Regions from separate parts of the Mus musculus genome. Here region 2 is linked to region 1. The links are chromatin contacts, called in public Micro-C maps. All regions are on one chromosome and are shown on one strand. Each heading gives the region's core, a stretch centred on a gene start, on an enhancer-like site or on the middle of the called end of the contact. The rest is flanking DNA. Distances are from core to core; before and after follow the strand shown.

Region 1 (4,674 bases), core at 1,586-4,085:
CCATGTCTGACTAATTGGGTCGGAACCAGTTTTGTCCCTGCTAGAAGTGATGGATATTTGAAAAATCCTGTCATGAAGATCAACGACCCAAGTCTCTGGATCCAGGAGAGTAGTGCGAGGCTTCGTTCTGCTCCTTAATATGTGTGAGGCCTTAAGCAAATCATTTAGCTGAATCTTAGTTTCATCATCTGTGAAACGAAGCTAATGACTCACGGCCTGCCTGTTCCCCAAGACTACCATGTAAATGACGGCATCCCTCAGCCCGCCAGAGTCTGCCCCATTCACTGCTGTACCCTGGCCGCTTTCACCTCCTCAGCAAGGAATCTGCTCCTTAATTCCCCTTCCCTGGATCATCAAAACTTGGCTCTTCCAAACCATTCCATGCAACCACCAAACACACTGTAGTCTCTCCAATCCTAAGCATAACGCCTCCCTTGACCCAGGTCTACCCTACTTGCAGGCTGTGTCTCTGCTTTCTTCTGAAGTGAATCTTCACCAAGGAACTGACACTCTGTCCAGGGCATTGCTTTAAAATGGGACTATTAGGAACTTTCCAAACCAATCCCCCATTTACTCAAATCATGTCTCAGCGGTCATCCCAGGGACTTCCCAGCAGCTGGGACCCTGTAAGGCCCTGAAGCAGTGTTAACACTTAGCTGTCAGAATACCACTCTCTCCTGACTTGCTTCCTGTACCATTGCTCCCCTTTTTCTCGTCTTAATCACAACCCGTATAGACAGCCTTATTCTCACCCCTCATGACTCTTTGATGACCTCTTATCTTGCATTGATTTTTTTTTTTTGAGTACAACTTATCCTAAATGCATGCCTATAGCTCCAGCTTAGACAGTATCTATGTATAGATACTAAATGCAAGCCTATAGCTCCAGCCTAGACGGAGCATCTATTTATAGAGACCATTAACTACTCGCCCATCCACTTGGGTGTCTAATAGGACGCAAAACTTAGCATAAGCCTTGACTTAACCTCTGAAACATCTTTCACCCCAGGTTTCCTCACCTCAGTTAGTGGTACCATCTTTTGTCTAACGTTTACAGAGATGGATGAGAGCAAAGACAGTGAGCGGGTGAAACCAGTCTGCAACCTCCTTTAAAGGGGGAACTGACCGGTCCGCATAGTGGGCAAATAGAGTAAGGAGTCAAAACAGCGTCACAACGATTATTTAAGAAGTCTGGTGGAACTTCCAGGAACAAAAATTAACAATTAAAGGATGCTCTATTCTTACTCAGGTTGCAGAGTATTTGTTGAAATGGTATGTTATTTTACAATTGACCTAGTTAATTGTATTAACAAGTTTTGTTTTTGTTTCTTTAATTCCAAACTTCTCAGTGGCTATTTGCTATTTACTTGGAAGACAAATGGGAGGATAAGACGCTGAAATGTGGCATGCGCTATTGTTTTGGGGTTGAGCACATAACACTAAGTGCAAAATACAAACGGGAACAGAAGACAAGGGCGGCCAAGATCTCATTAGCAGGGCCAAGGCCCTCACTTTGGCCACAGACATACTTTTCTCCTCGTATGCTTTGGGCAAGATTTCCTTTAAGGCTCACAGTTCTCCAAAATGGGGAATTAAAACGGACCGCACACCTGGAAATTGCATTCCATTCAATAACACGCTCAATTAACCTGGATGGGAAGGCTCGGACTTCCTGGAAAGGTGATGCTTCCCCTAAAGTCACATTGGATTTTGGGCTCCATTTTCCTTCAAGTTGTAAGAGGGAGGCCTAATACAGAACCACCAACCTTAAACGGTGCAGACTTCTTTAAAAATATACAGTTCCTCCTTTTAAAAGTTTCTGAAGCCACAAGAGGTTAAGGGACGCCATCTATCTCTCTTCTAACCTATCTACCTAATTGTATTGGTCAACTGACTTAAGCTTGGTTGGATCAACAAGTCTTCTGGGTGAACGTAAATGTTAAAGGAATACTCAAGTCGTTGAAAGGTTTCTCTTGGGGAAATGAACGGTGTTATTTTAAGTTTGCTCAGGAACCTTCTGTGATACTTTTAATGCCCGTTGGACCCTCGCTGGGAGGGGGAGGCTGCGGGCCGCTTCACAACTGCAGTTGTCTTGCTCTGAATAATATTTTAAATCTTTTTTTAAAAAATTAAAATTAAAAAAAAATCAATAACAGGCACTGGCCGGGTCCTCCTCACAATCTTCTATTTTTAGTTTAGTTCCTCCCACCCCACCTTCGCATCACCCAGCTGCGCTGCAGAGGCAAAGAGAACACCGAGTGGGGTCGGGGTCTGCCTTGGGGAGACTTCCCTGCGAGGTTCACAGCAAGGCCCCCTGGGCTAGCAGCTAGCCACCTGGGCACCGCAGGCTCCCTTAGGTCGGGTGCCCGGGCCAAGCACGCCGAGCATCCCGCCCTGCATCCCCGGGGGCAGTCCCCTCCCGGGCGCCGGGAGCACGACCTCGCCGGGCCCACCGTGGGTCCCGGGGCCGCGTACCTGCTCCGCGCCCGCCGCCTCGGCGTGGTCCTCGGGCACGGGGCTGGCGCGGGGCCGCCCTCCGGCTCTCTCGGGAGGTTGCTTGGGCTGCTCCGGCTCGTCGTGCTGCTGGCCCTCGCCACCGCCTGCCGGCCCCGGCTGCTCGGGCTCGGGCTCCGAATCGGTCTGCCAGGTGGAGTCGCAGTCCTCCACGGTGGTGGGCTCGCGGAAGCTGACCCCGCCGAGCAGGTTGCCCATTGAAGAGGCGGCGGCGGGCGCGGGCTGCGGTAGCGCGCTAGGGCCCGGGCATGGCCGCGCTCCGCTCGCTCGGGGCGCAGGCGGCTGCTCGCCCGGCCCGCGCCGCACAGCTCAGCGCGGCCGCCGGCGCTCCGGCGCACAGGCGGGGAGGAGCCGGGCCCCCCGGAGCCGCCGCCGCACGCGTCCCAGCCAGCCCATCCCGCCGCCGCCCCGCCCTGCCCCGCCCCGCCCCAGCGAAGCCAACCCACTCCCGAGCGCGCGGCACCAGCTCCACCGGGACGCGCCCCCCTCCACGGTCCCCGGGAGTGGCCAGGGGTCAGCTGCCCCGCCCCCTGTGGACCGGGATCCGCCCCCTTGGGGCTCCTCCCAGCCAAGCGAGAAGCCTGATCCCGCCCAGGTCAGAGAGTGGAAGGAGGTGTCTCCATCAGCAGACCGGTCCTGCCCACACCCCCGCCCCCACTGGCTGCTCCAAGAGGAAGACAAATTAGCCACAGCAGAAGACAAAAGCTAATCTTGACAGTGCACCCTCTAAACAGGAAATCCAAGCTTCGGGAACAGTACTTAAGGCCACCTAGAATCCCTGCGGTCTATAAAATAAAAGTCAGAGCTCTCTGTCCCCTCATCTTAAAAGCAAACTTCTCTCGAAACAAAGGAGCAAGAAGAATTAGGCCAGCACATTTATTTCATCAGTGAGTAGTCCACATTTGTGCTCTGGGCAGAAAAACGTCGGCATTTATACAATGAACAGGCTGGTTCTAAGTGGAGTGCTGAAGACTATGGTTCTAAGGACCAGAGGCAAACCTGCTGTAAGAATACTTCTAGGCAAAATAACAACCAAAGCATCTGAAAATGGCAGAGCGTGAAACCAACTCCAGGAGCTAGTGGCCCGATGCCTGCACCTGAGTCTTGATGGGATTTTTTCTGCCGTGGGACATTGCCTGGGATCATGGGTTAGTTTTATTAGATGCATCAATTGTACTCAGAACTAGTAATTAAATAGATTGCAAATCCAGGTAGATGGGTATTGCTTAAGGAAGATTTGGCTAGAAGATGCCTCTCCACAGATAAATCAGTGGTTGTTTCTTTCCAAACTTCACAGTAGGGTGTGACTCTACTAGCAGTTTCTGGCTTTGGACAGGTCACGTAACTTCTTGAGACCCCGGTAGTCTCCTCATCTTCAAAATGAAGCCAGGTTTTTCTCTCTGGAATGGCATCTAGCTTCACCTTTAATGACCTTATGACTATCAGGGGCCACACAAAAAGAACGTTCTGGTCAGATATTCATTCATAAAAACTGATGATATTAGGATGAAGTCCTTGTCAGATCCAAACAAAATTAGAACTTGACAGTATTATTGGGGGAGGGGTGTTCATACCTGTCTGAGGTAGGGAGTTTCTTGGTTGATAAGATGTTTGTTTTAATAGGCCAGCTTGCTTTGCGCACCTCTCCCACAACAGGGGGTCGGGAAGGGGATAGGATTATCTGTAACATTAAGACTGCAGCAGTCCATACGAATGCTCACGCAGAGAATTTGCCTAGCAATCCTACAAACTATACAAGGGAACCCACCTCAAGACCTTCTTCCCCCCTCCTCCAAAACCCAAAGTCTTGATATTCAAGACGTTTTTGTAAGTTTATCTCTTTTTAAATTTAGAGTCGAATCCTTCCTCAAACCCTGTTGACTATATCTGTGGTTAATTCTTGTTCGTCTCCTCTCTCCCAGGGCTCTGCTCATCCCAAATAAATGTCACTGCAGAGAACCTCTGATCATGGTTTATGTTGACAATGACTTAGTGAGAAAAAAAAAAAAAAAGTATGGGGCAGCTGTAGAACAAATCAATCTGACACTGTTAAAATTCAGGGATTCCATTTGTCTTCCATCAGAACCGGACTAGAATACACTGCAAAGTGAACATTTAGTCCAAGATCGGAGCTGAAAGCCTAGTGGTAATGTGCCCAGG
Region 2 (4,674 bases), core at 734-3,233, 720 kb after region 1:
AAGTAAAGAGACTGGTTTTTAAAGGAGAGCAAGCATCTTTGAGAAACAGCAATCACCTATTTGCATTTGAAAAAGCATTAAAATGTAAACTATAGGAAAAGTTCTTCACTTCATCATACATACAAGTTCTTTTAAGAGAAATGTTCTTTAATTACACCGGGTTCTTCTACTTTTTTAATTTTAAGCCCACTCTGAACAAGAAACTACTCCTTTTTCCCCCTGCCTTGGTATTTTTCTTCTTAAAATAGAAATCTAAAACAATGTAAGTCCTACCTGACATAGATAACTTAAGGAAGAACTTATTGTTTGCAGGCTGCTTTGAGATTCCAGAATGAAATACATAATCCAGTTGTTCTTCAACCCTAAAACAAAGGCAAACTTTACTGACAGTAACTGCCTCAGCAGATGCCTCCAGAGCGTGACACTACACCATCGTCAACAGAAACACAAGGTTCATTTCAATTAGATTGGATTCAAAATGGAGGGAAGAAAAGCTCCCAAATGTATTAAGTTCTTTTGCCCAAATCAAAAGATTAAATACTTCTTTCTTGATAAGCAATTATCCTATTCTTGTTCGCAAAAACTGTACGCATTTATTAAATAGAACAAGCTCAAAATGATGTAACCAACCGTAATCGTAAAACAACAAATCAATACATTTTATATAGTAATTTTTGTTAAATTTCACTTCAGATTTGTTCCTGGTCAACTGTTATTTACTGGAGCACTGACCTCTGGCAAATCTTAACTCTTTATAAATGGCCAGTTTGTTTCTCATAACATGACTGGTACATGTAATTCAAGATCCAATCAAGTGAGCTGCCATTCTTTAGAGAATTTCTGGTGAAGAAAGATGAAGAAACTGCTCTGGAAGCTTCAGTGGGGATACTAGGCATAGCCCTAGCTTGCGTAGAAAGCAGAAGAGAACAGAGGTTGTTACAACTCTTCGGGGATGTAATAAAAAGTAAAACATATGGACTGAAAAAGAGGTTCCATCCACACATATAGGAAAAAGGAGTTTTATGGCTTAAAAAACAAAACACCAACATTAAAGAACTAAAATCGGTTCGGTGGTTAGGAGCGGCTGGACCGAAAGCAATGAGGCGGGGGGACCAAAAGAGGTTAAGAGAGTGAGGGCCTCTGAAGGCAAGGCTCGACACTGGAGCAAAGAGATGCTTAAACGCAACAACAAAACGCAAAAGGCCAAAAAGCCCACCCTCCCACAAGTCAGTAACTAACAAAAGAGCTAGAACGAGGTGCCAAAGGAGAAAATAGTGCTAACAGCGAGGAAACTGATCGGCGACGGCCAAGAGGTTAACGACTGGGGATGCACAGTCGAGGGACCGAGCTGGACCGAGCGGAGAGCTCGACCGACGTCGAGGGACCCCCGGAGCCAAAGGGCGCGCGGGCGCGGGTGGAAGCGAATGAGGGTCGAAGGACCAGGCGGCGACCGTGGAGTGGGGCGGAGAGCCGGCGGGACACCGGGCACGACGAGTGGCAAGGGCCGGCCGGGGGCACCCGCCTGCGCGCCGCGCCCCTCGCGTCCCCGCCGACCTTCAGCGGGCCCAGGACCCGGCTCCGACTGAGGCCAGGGCGCCAGAGGCAGACGAGGCGAGGAGGCCACTTCCTGTCCGGCCCCGCGGGGGAGATGGACCTGGCCCGCGTCGCGGGGCCGGGAGTCGCGCGGACAGCGAGGGGCTCACCTCTCAACCGGCACGGCCTCGGCTGGCGCCTGTGCGACGGAGGAGCTCTGCGTCCGGCTGGTAGGCGTCCTTAGCCAGGTCCGCACCATCCCGCCCCGGGCCCGCTCACATCGCCATCGCAGCACCCGCAACCACCGCAAAGCCAAGAGCCGGCTCGTCTCCGGCGCTCGGCTCCCGGCCCAGAGCCGCCGGCGAGCATGCGCAGTCGCGTCGGTCCCAAGGGAACCGGGCCGCCGAGCGCTACCTGCGTTCAACAGGTCCCGGCCCGCGGCCCCGCCCCTGGGGCTCTCCCCTCCCCCTCCCGCAACGTCCCGCCTTCTCTGAGGCGAGGACCCGCCCCCTTGGGCTCCAAGTCCCGCCCCCCCAGGAGACTCAGCTGCCGCGGGCCCCCGGCGCCAACCGAGATTTGAAGATTTGTTCTCCCTTCCCGGCTCGCCCCTCCCGAGTTCCCGCGAGAACGGGAGACTTGCGTCAATAAAAAGCGCGAGCCCAGCCGGGGTGGGAGCTGGGGGTAGGGGGGGGGATAGTGTGAACCACTGGTCGAGAGTTAAAGGGCCCCAAGAGATGCGAAAGGACAGTTGAAGACTGAGGAGATTTCTCTCGAAGTCATCTACGTCTTCTCTCCTTGCTGCCATGGCTAGAGCCGACCCTCGCGCCTCTGCCAGGGCAGTGGGTCGGTGCTGCCCCAGCAGTCGCTAATGGGGCCATCCATGGTGTGGCCATGCGTGCAGCTGATCTATTAGTGTCTTGATTGATGACATCTTAAATAGAAGCTTTCAGGTCTTAAATTCCATTAACGGAAGCCCATAGTCTTTCATTGATTAACTTCATTTTCTTCTTTCCCGCTGTCCGAACAGAACATTTTTTAAAGATTTATTTACTTTACATCCTGCTCGGTTCCCCCTTCCAGATCCCCTCCCCTCCCACAGTCCTTCCCCCACTCCCCCTTCCCTTCTCTGAGTCTGTGAGGCTGGCACTTCCTATCCCACTGAGGCAGGACAAGGCAGCCCAGCTAATAAAACATATCCCACATAAATGGAGCTGCTTTGGGGATAGTAGCTCCCCTCCCCCTCCCGTTGTTGAAGACCCACATGAAGACCAAGCCACACATCAGCCACACATGCTGGAGGAAGTGGGGTTAGGTCCAGCCCGTGTATACTCTTTGGTTGGGGGTTCAGTCTCTGAGAGCCCCAAGGGTCCTGGTTAGTTGGTCTTCCTGTGGAGTTCCTATCCCCTTCAGGACTGCAATCTTTCCTCCTATTCTTCCATAAGAGGCCCCTCGCTCCATCCACTATTTGGCTGTGGGTGTCTGCTTCGGTTTGAATCATCTCCTGGGTGGAGCCTACAGAGTATCCTTATAATAGTGTCAGGGTTTGGTGCTTGCCCATGGATGGGTCTCAAGTTGGGCCACCAGCAGGACATTTTATAGCTCGTTAAAGCTTCTGTGTGTGACTCAAGCAAGGTTGGGAATTTCAGCAACAGCTGAAAATTTCCCTCAGAGCTGTAACACTTTCACACAGCTCAAGATAAAATGAATGGGGAGAACAGAACACAGCTTGTGATAAAAATGAATTAGGAGGAGAGAGTGGTGTCTCTTAGATATAATGTGAGGGAACATGATGCCACTGATAATCTGCTTGAAGATGGTTAAAAATGGCAAATATTGTGTATATTTGCTAGAATAAACATGAATGAAACCTTTCTGTCCACTTGGCAGTGGTGATGTGGCCTTGTACCTTAGGCCGTTTGAAACCAAGTGTTAAATGTGATTTAACCACTGGCTTTTCTTCAGTTTTTGGGCAAAATTTGAACAGGATTGGAATGCCCGTGTCACCTTATGATAATGTTTGCATAAATGATCCTTCTGGTACAGTTACTCTTGTTTTTTACAGACAGAGTCATATCTACTACGATGGGTGTCCACAATGCACAATGGTAAGGTATTTTTGGGAAGTTATATTTCTTTAACACCAAATATGAGACTGAGGCAAGCGAAGTCTAAGTTTAGCACTTCCTTTATGGGTACAACAGCTTCGGGTTTAAAGGGCGAATATATTAGTTCATCATGTTGTGATGTTACTTCATGGCTTAATGGCTGTGGTCTCTCTGGGAAAAGAATGGTATAAGACAGTGACCATGCCAATCCTCCAGTTAAAAAGAAAGCACTCAGCTGTGTTTCAGGCTTCTCACCTGTAATTGCTGCACTGGACAGGCTGAGAGCAGCCTGAGCTACAATGTGATCCCTTTTCTCAATAAGTATATGAGAGAATTTCTTTTTAAGCTAGTGGCATGACTTGCATCTCGTTGTTGAATGGAGATAATGAGGACTGAGAAGACTTTGCTACTTAGTGAACGCAGTAAAGGAGAAGATTGGAATCTATAGACAATAAATGCACTTTTATAATCTATGTGGCATAGTCTTTAATAATGCATTGCCAGGAGAACCTTGAGACTGCACAACTGATTGGACTACAGAGTGCTTTTTACAGCACGGTATGGAAAGGCTCAAGCAGTTACGTCTGGATTGCAACTCAGATGATATGGGTTTTCCAAGTGGCAAAGCATTTGCTCGGATCAGAAGCTGTCAGACAGGAGACGCCCCTCCTACCGCCACACTTCTGAGTCACTCCTGTAGAGTGTAATTACATAGTATCGAGTGACAGCAATGACTTGACTTCATGGCTTATTCTCCTCTCAGTGTGCCTAGAGCTTACCATGGTGTTCTGTAATGTGGTGTTTATGCTAATTACTACCAGCTTTGCCATAGCAAACGCACCAGAGAGACTAACTCATATGTCTTATGATTCAAACCCTATCACTAGTCCTGACCTTCTAGCTCATTCCAGCCACGGCTCTGTGGCTCACATCAGAGCTTTTCATAGGAAGAGTGATGAACCGCCTTCTTCACCATAGCTGAAACAGACCTCTGCCCACTTCCCCTTTCCCTGGGTACAGAGATCTGTCTCTCGAA

Evidence for each region. Hi-C and Micro-C count contacts between places; a contact is called where the count stands out from the background.
Region 2: a contact with region 1 is called in a Micro-C map of embryonic stem cells, with 5 times the contacts expected there. The contact joins the promoter of Fam135a here to the promoter of Ogfrl1 in region 1. A contact is called at or near these places in 7 of 39 promoter capture datasets (cranial neural crest, embryonic stem cells, frontonasal cranial neural crest and 4 more), 5 of 484 Hi-C or Micro-C datasets (the N1E-115 cell line, embryonic stem cells and uterus), 4 of 115 datasets of contacts at active chromatin or transcription factors (astrocytes, embryonic stem cells, extraembryonic endoderm stem cells and 1 more) and 1 of 9 other capture datasets (adipose tissue).

Annotation. Positions count from the first base shown.
Region 1 is chr1:23,380,340-23,385,013 of GRCm38.p6, forward strand. Ogfrl1 (opioid growth factor receptor-like 1) reads right to left here and starts at 2,836. Exons shown (of 7, transcript NM_001081079.1): 1 at 2,476-2,836. The coding sequence starts at 2,712.
Region 2 is chr1:24,098,358-24,103,031 of GRCm38.p6, forward strand. Fam135a (family with sequence similarity 135, member A) reads right to left here and starts at 1,984. Exons shown (of 21, transcript NM_026604.4): 1 at 1,704-1,984.